Regions from separate parts of the Macaca mulatta genome. Here region 2 is linked to region 1. Evidence: chromatin contacts called from public Hi-C data. All regions are on one chromosome and are shown on one strand. The core of a region is the stretch at or near the end of the contact, and the rest is flanking DNA. Distances in the headings are between cores, read along the strand shown.

Region 1 (6,449 bases), core at 119-2,618:
TCTGAGCTGAGAGACAATACACTTCTCATTAAGATGTTGTCTGTAGTGTTTCCTAACTAGATTAATCAAACACCCTTGTTCTACAGAATAAACTTTGCAAAACATGACTAGAATAGAAGTTACAGACTAAAATGCCTCTAGGGGCCAGGTAGGCAGCATTAATGAAGGAGGCAGGCTGGGCCAAGCCAAGATGGGGTGGCGATGGGGTATTGGTTGAAACTGGGGACATGGATTTTTTTTTTTTCAAGGCAGGGTTCATGGACCAAAAGACCCTCAAGTCACTGCATAATCATGTTTAGTTCCAGTGGCCAGGACGGGGGGCCCTACAGCTGGCAGTAGTTACTTGAGTAATGATGATTAGGTCCAAGAGAAGGCACGCTGAATGCCTAGTGAGGTTAAAGATTAAGACTCAGCATTCTCCCCTGCTCCGAGAAGTCTGGTAGGGTTATGGTGTGTGTTCCTTCTTGAGTTGCTTCATGAAGTTTCAAAATAAGCCTTGGAAAGGAAATGAGTTCCTTTCCCTGTGGGTTCCTTTCCGAGGCTTATTTCCCCAGGAGCCCCACTGGCCTCGGGCACTGTGGTCAGTGTTGCTGAAGTTGTGAATTAGCATGCAGAGACACCAGGGATCCTGCCCAGGTGAATCAAGTAGCAATTCCTTTTCCATCAGGGGAGTCTGCCTGTCTGCCACTTCTGATGCACTGGGGGTGACTAAGCTGGCCTGTCCTGTCTCAACACATCCCTCTCCCTTCCTACTTAACCTCCATGAATGTTACTCGCATTGCAGGTTCGAGAAAATGATCAGTGGAATGTACCTAGGTGAGATTGTCCGTAACATTCTCATCGATTTCACCAAGCGTGGGCTGCTCTTCCGAGGTCGCATCTCAGAGCGGCTCAAGACAAGGGGCATCTTCGAAACCAAGTTCTTGTCTCAGATTGAGAGGTGAGAGCTTAGGGATCAGGGTAGCAGGGGGCCATGTCCTTCTTTTTTCTCACTGGCAGATAAACTGAAGGATTTTCACAGCTCAGGGCATGACTCATACAAAAGTCAGTTTAGTGGCAAACACATTCGTGTCTATAGTGTTTACTAAAAGCGTATTATGGACAGTTGTCATTTTAAGGGCAAACATAGAGCATTCTCATGAAAGTTTGTGCTAAGCCTGACCTGAGGTCATGTAAAGTGGTATTGTTGTTGGGTTTTAGACCATATATCAAAGGTAGAAAGATACCTGCTCATAGCATGTAAATTGAAATGCACAGAGAAAGATAACCTATTAAAGCATCCACACTCGGCTTGAAAGCCCTTCCTAACTGCTGGCTGCAGTAATCAGGCAGCCAGGATTGAGTAAATGTTGCAACGTCAGGCAGTGCAGACATATGCCACACAGTGGCTCATTAGAGCAAAGCCGCCTTCCTACAGTCAAATGGTGGAAAATCTGCTCCAAATTAGAACAGTGAATTTCAGAGCCCTTTAAAAATTAATGCTATGCCATTACTCTCAGGGCAGAGAAGAACAGGAACTAGATAACTGACGTGAGTAGACCCCTCGGGCATCTGCACCAGTGAATAGAAAGATATGTTCTAGCTTACAGGTCTGTTATGTTCAAGGTGATTCCAGGCTTTTAAAATAGCTCTCTTTATATAGGAGGGTTTATTTTCTTTCTATAACTTTATTTACACTTCCTTTGTAAATAGCGTACAAATACAGTTCAGGCCACCCAGAGCAGCAGAGCAGAAAGAAAGCATGAGTCTAATGCTGCTTGGTTAATTCCTGCCTTGCAGACCCATGACCAGCAGTGAGAGAATGGACACGAAAGAGCTTTGTAACTGACCACTGTGATCGACAGTGAATTTGCTTTGTTTTGAGTATCCACTTTGTAGTAGTAATGCTCTACCTCGAGAATGGAGAGTGGAATGAGGAGCTCTTTGTATTCCTGTCACCCTCAAGAAGAGTCATTGTAGTCCAGTAGGATGAGCAGTGCTCTGAATTTAGAAATGGGAACCACATTGAGGGGCCAGCTCCTGGAGAGCCAGACCCCCACAGAGCCTCCCCTATAAAGGACTCAGGCCCTGGTGTGGTAGGCTACTAGCCCTCTTGGTGCATAACTGAACACTTGCTGTCTCCCTCTCACCCCAGTGACTGCCTGGCCCTGCTGCAAGTCCGTGCCATCCTGCAACACTTAGGGCTTGAGAGCACCTGTGATGACAGCATCATTGTTAAGGAGGTGTGCACTGTGGTGGCCAGACGCGCAGCCCAGCTCTGTGGCGCAGGCATGGCCGCTGTGGTGGACAAGATACGAGAAAACCGTGGGCTGGACGCTCTCAAAGTGACAGTGGGTGTGGATGGGACTCTCTACAAGCTACATCCTCAGTGAGTGCCTGAGCCCAGCCCTCCCTGCCCACCTTCTTTCTGTCTCTTTGTTCTTTCCCCCTTTTCTCTCTTTCCTTTGTTACTTGATAGTGAATTATCAGCCATTCCAAACAGTGTATATAATACATGTATTATAGTTTAAAGATTCACAACCAGAAATAGGCCTGTGTTTCACCCCCCATCGTGGGAAGCCCCCTCTGAGCCCTTCCACAATTGTGTCCTCACACTCCCGTGCCACGGGTAAGCATTGTGCTGAATCAGTCCCTTGCTTTTCTTTTCCGCCCGCATATATCTAGGTATGCATCCATATTGTTTAGTTTTACTTATTTTTGAACCTGCCACAAATGGAATCATATGGTATCTCTTCTGTGGCTGGCTTTTCTCACACAGCGTTTGTTTAGAGATGCATCCGCATTGAAGTATACAGTTGTAGTTCATTAATTTTCAGAGCTGTATAGCGTACCTTTGAGTATATTGTGGTTTTTTCTATCATTGATGTGATATTTAGGTTACTTCTAGATTTTGAGCGTTACAAACAGTGCTACTGTGAACGTTCTGGCAAATGTAATGCTAGAACTCTGAAGCAAGATTTTTTTCAACATTCTAGAGCAGGGGTTGACAGGCAACAGTCACAGACTGTTATTGTACATAAAGTTTCCTGAGGATTGGGAGGGGGACAGAAGCCCAGCCACCAACCCTGGGACATGGCATCTTTAGCTTTGTAGATGGGGAGGGTGTCCTGACCCTGTTGTATTGGGACAGATCACAGCTCTCTCTTTCTCTGGTCCATATAGGAAGGATCTGTGATCACTGTGATACCCTAGCAGTGACTCTGTAAGTCTGCTTCTTTTGCCTCCAATGGCATTTTGGAGCAGATGTGGCTCTGATACGAGGCTATGCTCCTGGAAGATAGAAAATCACATTCATGAGTCCTGGTCTCCTCCTCCAGAGTTTGTGAACAGATTGTGCTCCTCTGTTAGGCACACTTGTGGCTTCCATGGCTGTCGAACTTCTCTTTTACTGATTATTAGTTTTAAGAACACAATTTGCTGGGATCTCAGACATTTGTCCCAGAATTGAATCCCAGCTCTCCAATGGCTGATGTGATATGGAAATTGTTTTCAATAAGCCACAGTTTTCTGGTACTTAATAATATATAGTAAATGTTTAATACATTATAGCTGTCATCCTTCTCCTCTCCTTAATTATTTCTGGGTTTCCAGCATCGCTTCTTAGCTTTCCATTTCTAAGTGCAAATATAAACCAATCATGACTAAGATGGTTTTTCCTGTGTCTTCCTCCCACCTTTTCCAGCTTTGCCAAAGTCATGCATGAGACAGTGAAGGACCTGGCTCCAAAATGTGATGTGTCTTTCCTGCAGTCAGAGGATGGCAGCGGAAAGGGGGCTGCGCTCATCACTGCTGTGGCCTGCCGCATCCGTGAGGCTGGACAGCGATAGAACCCCTGAAATCGGAAGGAACTTCCTCTTTCTCTCCCTCTTCCCTGTTTTAAATTATGTCATCCCCTTGTGTCAGAGACAGACCCTTTGGCTTTTCCTTGGCAGAGAGGACCCCACTGGACTGGGTTTTGTCTCTGCATCTCATCATAGAGCTTGGTGGCCGAACTTGGCCCTATTAAGATAAGTACAGTTCCAAATAAGGATTTGTTCACATGCATCACAACCATTCCCATTGGTTCTCTTAAAACACGAAAATTGTCACCCTTAGTAATCCCCCTTTCCAAATTCCATGTCCCTGTATAATTCTACAGGATGGGGACACTAATGAAGATATGGTTGCTTCACCTTGAAGCCTGAACATGACATTTCTAGGTGGGGTGTATCCCCCAGCTCTGATGTTGTTACTGATTCTCCTGTCAGAGATCTGGGAGGTCTCCACTGAGGATGTGAGCCTGATTGTCCTACAGGCAGATGTGGGGAGGGTGGAGGGGCGACAATGGAGGGAAATCCATGGATATCCATGCAGCAGCCCCTCTTTAACTTCATCTACAAGCATTTGTCCTGTGGATTCCAGCATTTGCTATTCCTGGAATCAAGGAATCCCGAGTCTGGGCAGTGAAACCAAAGCCAGAAGTTGACGCATCCTGCAGTTGGGCCAGCCGTCGCATCTCAGCGGGGTGCACACATGATCCACAAGTGATGGACTTTTGGGGAAGGGGGAGTTTTTGGTTTGTTTTACAAATTTTTCCTGCAAAAGTGGAAACACTGTATTTTCATTTTAATTTATATTTGAAATTTTATTTAGTTCTTGAAGTAGATCTGCTCCTTCATCTTGACATGTAATGGTCAGTTGTACGTAATGTATTTATATGTTAATTTGTTGTGTATATAGATATGCAAGTCTTGTCAGAATTGGCCTCAGTGTAGTTAAAGGGCGGAAGGGGAAGATACTGACTAGTCATAGAAATACCTCATTCGCCTGTGGGAAGAGAAGGGAAGCCTCTTCAGGGTGAGTGAGTGGCAAAGCAGTTGCTTCTGGCTCCTCCTTCCCCTGTGGTCTTGGAAGTGTGGAAGGCAGGGACAGAGATGGAGGCTGAGCCAATGGACTGAAGAGACCACAGCAATTGGTTCCTCCATCTAGAGATTTTCTTGGGGCAATATTCCATGGGATGTTAAGCAAAGGAAACCAAAGGAATCATTTCAAATGGACTCATGGCTTAGAAATCTTTATTCTTAGGGCAGTCAGTAGTATTCTAAAGCTTTCTGACAAGATAAAGGAAGTCACCAAAAAAAAATGTTTTTAAAATTGTATCTAATCCTCAACAACAAACCAAAACAGAACAATTAAACAACCAAATAAAACCTCAGGGACAACATTTTTGGTGTTTTTGTGCCCTCCCAGCAAGTTTCACCTTGGGTTTGTATTTTAAATGTTTTACAAGAATTGTTGTCCATGTGCTTCCCTAGGCTGAGCTGGCATTGGTCTGCTGACCTGTTTTTGTGGGGGGTTTTTTATACACACTATTCATTTCAAACCATTGGGAGGGATGAGAGTGGCTTAAAAACTTCCGTCCCTACTTTTCAAGAGTGCAGTTGATTCTGAATCTGAAAGCCCACCTCTGCTCTAAAATACACACAAGCACAGACGTTAAACCTGGATACTATATAATAAAGAGGGATGTAACTCCATTGAATTGGATACAAGGATCAGAATGGAAAGATGGAAAGAAACTCATGATGAAGTTGCACCCAGTTTTTGTATATTTATCAAATTTGTGCTGAGAATAGTGTCTGATTGCACGACTTTTAAGCAAAGTTGGGTGTTATTGGGTGAAAATGGCCCAGCTCCTCCTGGGAGCACAGAGCGGCAAAGGGCTGATCCTCTTGCTCTAGTCTCTTTGCTGTCTGGTGTAGCTCTTCTGCTGCTCCCATCTGCACTAATTGACCCAAAATGTGGGTGTTTCCTGCTACACAAAAGCCAAAAGCTTTCACGTAGATTTTAGGTTCACTAAAGGGTGCCCACAAACTAGAGATGAATTTTAACTTAAATTTTAAGCTTGAAGATTAGGTACTATCTATGAAGTTACACTTTTTTTTTTTTTTTTTTTTAAGGTAGAGATGTGTGTGTGTGTGTGTAGGTATTAAAAATGTGTTGTTGGTTTCCAAAAAGGAACACTGGAAAATAAATTTTGAATGTTTGTGTTCTCAGAATTAGGTTGACAGTCCTTTGCTGACGTGGCTTTGCTTTGTGTAATATACATGGGATCTCAATCTTCGGGGTGTGATGAATAGCGAATCATCTCAAATCCTTGAGCACTCAGTCTAGTGAAGATGTTGTCATTATGTACAATAAATAACTAGTTTAATTAACTATGTGATGTTAACTATTAATAAATTTTAACATTTTCCAAAATAATCAAATGTGTGATTCATGAGTGTTTAAGAGTGTAGTCATCTTCCGGTCATATCAGTACTTACTGGCCAGCCTGATGAGTAATCTATGGGTGTCTTGATTTTGAGTGTGTGTATTTGAGAGGCATGTGGCCTTTCTGGAAACTCAGTTCCAGTGGAACTAGAAGGCAGCTTTTCCTGGGTTGCCTTTGACCCTTTAGATTTCAAGCC
Region 2 (7,179 bases), core at 957-3,456, 200 kb before region 1:
ATGTAGCTTAACATTAATAGATGAAAAAGCAATTTCTTTGTAATATTACATTATCAATGATCACAAATACAGAAATCTAACATTTGTATAGAATATTAGGAAATAAGGAACTATTAAACACTGGGAAAATTTACTCCAGTTTTGGGAAATTTACTCAAAATTTAGATCTTGTATGTACTTTGTCCTGGCAGTTCCAGTCTGTAGGAATTATTCCAACAGAGTAGTTGGACAAATTGAAATTTATGTATAAGTATGTTTCTTACATAGAAAATCTATAGCTAATTTATCACCCCCAACTACTTGTGTATCAATTGATTTTAAAAAAATAGATTGGGGGTGTTCATTAAATATTAATTTAGGTCTATTTAGGTTAGGTTCTGGGCTAGATTCTGGAGACACAAAAGTGAATAAGACATAGTCCCTGTCCCCTTAAAGCTCATAATTCAGGGGTAGGCAGATGAGTAAGCAGACAGCAACACACTTTGAAAGGCGCTATTGTTAAGGTGTGTTCCAAATCTGAGGAACCCAAAGATACTCCATTCTACTGACCTCTCTTCTTAGCTAGCAGCTTGAGAAACAGGTTTGAGATGATCAAAGCATTTGTACCACCTAACCAGACTCCCCTGAAGCTACTGAGACAGTCTAATGTAGTGTAGTCTAGTGAGACATATACATGCCTCATTTTGTCTTGTGTGTGTATCAAATTTTACATAATAAAACACTTTAAGATGTTTTTCTGTCTATGGAACCAGAAAAGACAAGAAAAAAAGGTTGGTGACCTTGTGTGCTCCCCAAATAAGGATTTGTGGAGAGTGGGTGTTCTATACTATTGTTGGAAATGAAATTAGTACACACTCTATGGAGGGCATTCTGGCAATATCTATTGAAAACTTTAAAGTGTATATATCATTTGATCCAGTAATTACACTTTTAGATATTTATTTTAAGGAAATAGCAGTATAAGTGTGCAAAGACATACTTCTAAAGATTTTTATTTTATATTAATTATAAGCCTGAAATGTTGGGAAAAAATCAATTATTCAACAATAGAAATTTGGTTAAATTAGCTTCAGTATTGACATGAAAAAATGTCCACATTGTTAAGCAAAAAAAAAAGAGGAAACAGTAAGAAAGAGAAAAGTGGTCCCTGACAGATGGGAGTTGGCCTGGCACTCATAGCCTCGGTGTTTTCCTATTGAACATAAAGGATTTCATAGAACACCAACATCAGACAAGGACACTCAGTGCCGATGATAGATGAAGAAAAAAATGAGATCACTCTGTAATCACGTCTGAATGCAGGCAAAACAGGAACACTGTCCAGACCACAAAATGACTGAGCAGCCTCCTGTCCCGGCTAAGAGGAATGACTGCTGCTTCTTTACCAGTTCTTCACTGGCTTTAGCTTTGCAGCAGTCTTCCCTCCTTCCGGATAAGAGTTATTAAGATACCCACCCACAGAATTACCCCGCTTCCTTAAATCCTTCTGCAAACCCCCTAGCACAAGCCTGAGTCCCATAATAATTTCTTTCTAGCACCCTCTTACTGAAACACCCCACACTTCCCCATGCCATGCATTCTCCCCCACAGCAAAGAGTAATAACCCCAACTTGCTTGACTACAGGTGTGTTCCGAGTGATCTTTGGCTGGAGAGCAATGACAACCAGTACTATCTTATAATAGTTTGTAATAGATATGTATTTCCACTGTCATAAAATTGTGTGGCATAGCACACAACCAACTGTTAGCAATGGTCACCCTGATGAGGGGTTTTACTTTTGATTTACTATCTTATTTTTTATTTTATTTTTAACAATGTGCATGAATTGAGATGGAAGGAGGAGGATGATGAAGAGGTGGGGAAGGAGAATAAGTGAAGGAAAAAAATGGAAGAATGAAGAGAAATGAAGATGGCAGTGGCAGCAGCTCTAAGACATGTTTGATAATGATGTTATTAGAGGATCTTTGTGTTCTTTAAATATCTATAATATGCATTACACTTGAATATGAAACAGTTATTTTTAAACGAAAGAAGATTGTCATTTTTCCGGAGAAATACGGTATGACTATTTCTAATTTCTTATTTTTGCAATAGTGAAGTAGGGATCTCATGCCTGACTAACGTTGAACACAAGTTTGAAGACTTTTGGTTTTCTGTGTCCATTGCAGTATAGTTAGATGCAGTAGGTGTCGCTTTTTCCCCAAGAATAGCCTGTTGCTAACACTGGTGGAGGTCCTCTCTGAGCTGTGCCCAATTCTGTCAATTATCTGTCTTCAAGATTTGCCTAATCTCTAACCTTTGAGTAATGTGTACTTGTAGTTTTCCTTCCTTCTGTAATTTAGATGCATGATCCAATCTAGATAAGGGAAATTACCACACATTCTTTATTTTTTTCTGTAGAACTTTCACATAGCTATCCTATTAGATTTTCATGGTGATCCGAAGCGCTTCAGGCAGGTATTATTGGCTTCATTTTAGAGATGAGGAAGGCGAAGTTCATCAGAAAACTGAGGTCATTAACAATTAATTGGTCAAGGTTTCTTTCCCCTTCATTAGCTAATTCAAGAAACAAGGATATAGGCAGCAAATAAAGCACTATTTGTGCTTTAAATATATGAATATATATTTACTGTTGTAAGTATATCAACCTTAAAAATGCATTCCCATCAGTTTCTGAGAACTGCAGTACAAACTATGAGAACTGAACATGCTGCTCGCGAACTGTGATTATGCAAAAGCTTCGGGGGATGCATTACGTGGGGAAGCCCTCTCAACTTCGGACAGGGTATGCAGTCTTCAGAGGTCTGGGAGTTGTTTGGAAACACCTAGGCATCCTCGGGGAGCATGCTGAAGGTGACTCATGTTTGCACGTGCGTGACTTGGGGTTGCGTTATAAACATGAGGTTGTGTGCTGAGTGGTAATATCAGATGCAAAGGACTTTTGGAGGTCTCATACTTTTCCAAACCTTGCATGTTATCAATTATCAGGCAATCATTTCCTGAGGCCTGCCACATAGCTGCTGCTTTCCCTTTTTTCTAGCTTGCTTTTCCTAAAATGTTTTGGAGTTAGAAATCAAATAACCAAGCTAGGTGGAAATGAGTATAACGTAAAGATTTCCCAGGTTCAAAGCAACTCTATTTGAAGACATTTGTATCTGTGCATTAATTCCTGGTTCATAACTAAATTATGGAAAGGAGACACTTTCCATAATGGTTCTGGATAGATGAGGGATGACTATGCCAATATTTTTCAGAGTCCCAAGATGATCAAGGCCAGCTTTGATCTCAGTCTACTGAGTCATGCTGGACATATATATGGCTTGGTCACTCCATTGCTGCAGCCATGGGAATGCTTCTGTCTGGGGTGATGGTGTCCAGCCTTACGGAGTGAGTCTGACCACCCTACAATGGTGTGGTGGGCAGTGGGTCAGGAGGGAAGCTGATGGGGTGTGGGGCAAGTACCAGGCAAAAGAAGTACCAGGCTCTGGGGGCAGGCTGCTGGATTATGACTCAAGTTGACACAGGAAGATAGCAAATCCAGTCCTCTCCCCAGAGGAATTGAGACCTGATGGGGGCCTTCTCACAACTTCAGGGTGCAGGGTGGAGAATAAATAAGGATCAGATGCACCACACATACCAGCAGCTTGTGCCCGGCAATGTTCCTAAGATGAGATGGGGAAAGGCAGACACAGGGTTCATGAAATGTGGCCAACAGAAATGAGGTAACAGAATGCACCCAACCAGCTGTCTGAAATACAAAGCAGAGACCCAAGGGAAGAAATACATATATGGGACATTTAAGATCCCAAGAGACCTGGGATGAGGTGACAGGAACTGGTATGCTCTGCCTATGACCTTCAGCCCCATTGTGGGGCTGAGAAGCCTGGCATTTGGAGGCTTCAGACTGCCACAGGGATCTCCAAATTCACCCACTGGGGAGGCAAAGGCTTCTGTTGGATGTGTCACAAGGAGGAGCCCTCTTCACTCAGGCAAGGTAGGCAGGCTTCAGAGGGCTGGGGGTTCTTTGCAAACAGCTAGGATAGGGCTAGGACTAGGTATAGGTACTGAGGACAGGGGCCATGGTTACCTGGGGAATTGAGCCCAGAGTAAACTTTTTTGGAGTCCACAGATTTGAGGCTTCTGTTCAGAGGTGCAGGGACCAGGCAGAGCAGACCAGCTTGGTTTTTCACAAAGGTGGGAGTTGGAAAGTGGCCTTAGGTCACAAACACTAACCACTTTAAGAGAAATGCAGCTCATCCCACTGACCTTGAAATGAGTTTTGCATGTGCACACATGAGTGCGTGTGTTTGTGGGTGAAAGAAATTTATCTAAAAAATTACATACATATGCTCATAATAAAGCATTTAGGACATGCTGAAAAGTATATAAAAATAAGAATCACTTCAAAACCCATAGGCCAGAGATACAATCTCTAAATATATTTTGGTGGATTTCCTTTCAGACTTTTCTCTACCTATATATTCAACGTGGGGATATAAATAGATACTTTAACTAAACATAGTATGATACTATTTTGTAAACTGCTTCTTCCATTTGATACTATATCTTGGATACTTTTCCACCATAAAATGTTATTCTATATCATCATCCTGCAGTAGGATTCTATTGCTTGATACTTCTTTTTTTTTTTCACCAAAGGCATCTCCTAGCTTTATTAACGGGACCGCGCTGCAGAGTCAATATAAAAACACAAAAGGTCCCATCAGTTTAATAACAATAAAAAAACCCCAAAAGTGGAAAACTGAGGGGGCAGGGGAAGAGACTCCTAGGCCAGGGGCACGAGGAGCCCTGCTCATGGCACCAGGCCTGGCCGCAGGGTCCCCGGTATTGCTGTTGCTACGAGTTCGGGGGGCAGCGATTGTCCTGTGGGAGCCACCGTTCGCCTGGGTCGGGGACCCTCACTTCTTCTGGGGTGGGCTCAGCTTCTGCATGCCCCGGATCTTGCCCAGCAGGCCAGAGGTGAAGTCCTCTGTGGGTTTGTAACAGTCAACCAGCAGCCCGGGCATCATCACTCTCCTTGTCCAGGAGCTCATCCACATCAATCTCCAGTTCTGGGATCTCCTCTTCCTGGCAGTCGTAGAGGCGCGTAAGCTGCTCCTGGATCCACTCCTCTAGGTTGAGGCGCTTCCGTAGTTCCTTGAGGTCATACTGGACGGTGACCTTCCCTTGGCGCCTCACTGGGCCCTCATCGTCCGTGCCGCCCGGGCCCTCTCCTGCGGCCCCGGGGGGGCTCTGAAAGTAGACGCGTGGTCCTGGGCCGCCACTGCCCGGCCCGGGGACCGGGGCCACCGACGCCGCGCCCCCCGCCGTGCTGCGCCGCCGCCTCCGGGACGCCCGTCGGCTGGCTCGGGTTAGCTCGCCGGCTCCGCTCCGCGCTGCTCCGCGGCGAGGGCGCCCGCTGGGGCGCCCGGGGGCAGCTGCAGCTTGCGGAGCCCCGGGCCTGGCCTGCCGCGCCCCGCCCTCTCCCCGCCCATCCGCCCGCCCTTTGTCCCCCGCGGCCGCCCTGCTTGATATTTCTTATTTTAACTAACGTTCCATTGATTAACATCACATCATTTGAAAATAATACATTTGTTTTTTTCTCCTTTTTCTTATTTCAGCATGTTGGCTGGAACTTCCAGAACTGGCCCAGACAGAACTCATTCTTGTCTTGAACCTGATTTTATAGCGCGCATTTAGTATTTCAGCATCGTTTCTCACACTTCCTCTTGGTTTCTAATAGGTTTGTAATACAGAGGGAGTCTTTGCATTACCTCTAAAACACTAATAGGGTTTTATATTTTTCTTTTAAGAGGATAGGATGGATGCTGAATTATGTCAAATATCTTCCTAAGCAGCCAGTAAGATGATGGTATAGTTTTTCTTCTTTAGCCCGTGAATGTCCTAGTGCTGAAGCCGCATTGGTTCCTAAGGTCAGCCCTGTGTTGGTGGTTTTGCAGATCGGGAAGGGGAAGTTGCTACTGTTGAAAATATTGCAGAAAAGGTAGCATGTTTTATAACCTGTGCTCCACCTGCTCTTTTTAACCGTAAATCAAGGAAATTGTCCTCTATCAGTTTATGGGGTGTTTCCTCATATTTTTTTTTTTTATAGCTACAGAATGTTCCTTTGTGTGGTTGTGTCCATAGTTTATTTATTCAACCAGTTCCCTAGTGATAGATATTTGAGGTGTTTCCAGTCTTCTGCTGCAGTAAGTAACCCTATAAATCCATTATTTTGTAGGTGTGTGGATATACTTTAAAATAAATTCCCAGAAATGGGACTGCTGTGTTAGAATGAACTGGAAAGCTTTCAGCCTTTTAGAGATAGATTACTTACAGATAAACTCTGATGGACTCAGATAAACAAGAGTTTAGACAACTTCGCTGTAATATATTCCTATGTTTGGTAAAACATATGCAGCCAAGACAGTTGAGCCTGGAATTGTTGCACGTGTGTGTGGGTGTGTGTGAATGTGTGTGTGCGTGCTTCTTTCATACCTTTTATGCTTCCTTCTTGATATTCATGCTTTCTCATAGGGATTCACATCCTTCAGTCTCTCATTTTTTTTTAATGCACTTAGATTTTCCAGCACATGATGGAAGCAAGGAAGGTGATAATCATTGTTAGACACTGAGCAGCTTGGGGCCAGACACCTTGGCAGGTGCTCTGAGTATATTATTTCGAACTCTCATTTCAACCACACCAAGAGCTCTTTTGAACTCTTTTTACAAAATGAGGAACCCAGAGCTCAGTTTGCTCAAGGTCCCCAGCTAGAAAGTAGTAAATGCAGAGCTTGAAGCCAAGTCTATCTGCTCCACAGCCATATCCTCTTTATTAGCCACACCCATCCAGGATTTACCCCCAACGTTCCCATTCCCAGTCATTTCCAGCTAACAATGAGCTGGGAAAGACTGATGCGTGGCGACATGTCCTAATAGTTAAAAACAATACCATTCAGTTTCTGGCTTATTCTTTTAAATAACAGCTCTGTGTTGCTCTTTTTGATGCCAATCAGGTAAAATTAACAAAGACTTGTGGAACATCTGTCAGGTGGAAAGCATGGGGCTACTTTCTGTAGGGAATATGGAAGTGTAAGTCAAGACTCATGCTGGACAAGCTGAAGCCTAGTCTTGCCAAGCAATATGTACATTGACTGGTTAACCTATAAAGAACTGCT

Evidence for each region. A called contact is a pair of places that touch in the nucleus more often than the background predicts.
Region 2: a Hi-C map of fetal cortical plate shows a contact between it and region 1, with 2.4 times the contacts expected there. The contact joins two enhancer-like sites. A contact is called at or near these places in 5 of 14 Hi-C or Micro-C datasets (CD4 T cells, blood, fetal cortex germinal zone and 2 more).

Annotation. Positions count from the first base shown.
Region 1 is chr13:49,894,555-49,901,003 of T2T-MMU8v2.0, reverse strand. It overlaps HK2 (hexokinase 2), which reads left to right. Exons shown (of 18, transcript XM_001111706.5): 16 at 785-940; 17 at 2,135-2,368; 18 at 3,683-6,240. The coding sequence ends at 3,827. Among named protein-coding and RNA genes, the nearest start is that of HK2, 54 kb to the left of the region's middle. Within about 2 kb of position 1,368, at least 2 of the 40 cell types and tissues checked have an H3K27ac peak or open chromatin away from gene starts, as enhancers often do. A contact at or near this core is called in fetal cortical plate, where this site is marked.
Region 2 is chr13:50,096,193-50,103,371 of T2T-MMU8v2.0, reverse strand. It overlaps the pseudogene LOC114671800. Among named protein-coding and RNA genes, the nearest start is that of SEMA4F, 43 kb to the left of the region's middle. Within about 2 kb of position 2,206, at least 2 of the 40 cell types and tissues checked have an H3K27ac peak or open chromatin away from gene starts, as enhancers often do. A contact at or near this core is called in fetal cortical plate, where this site is marked.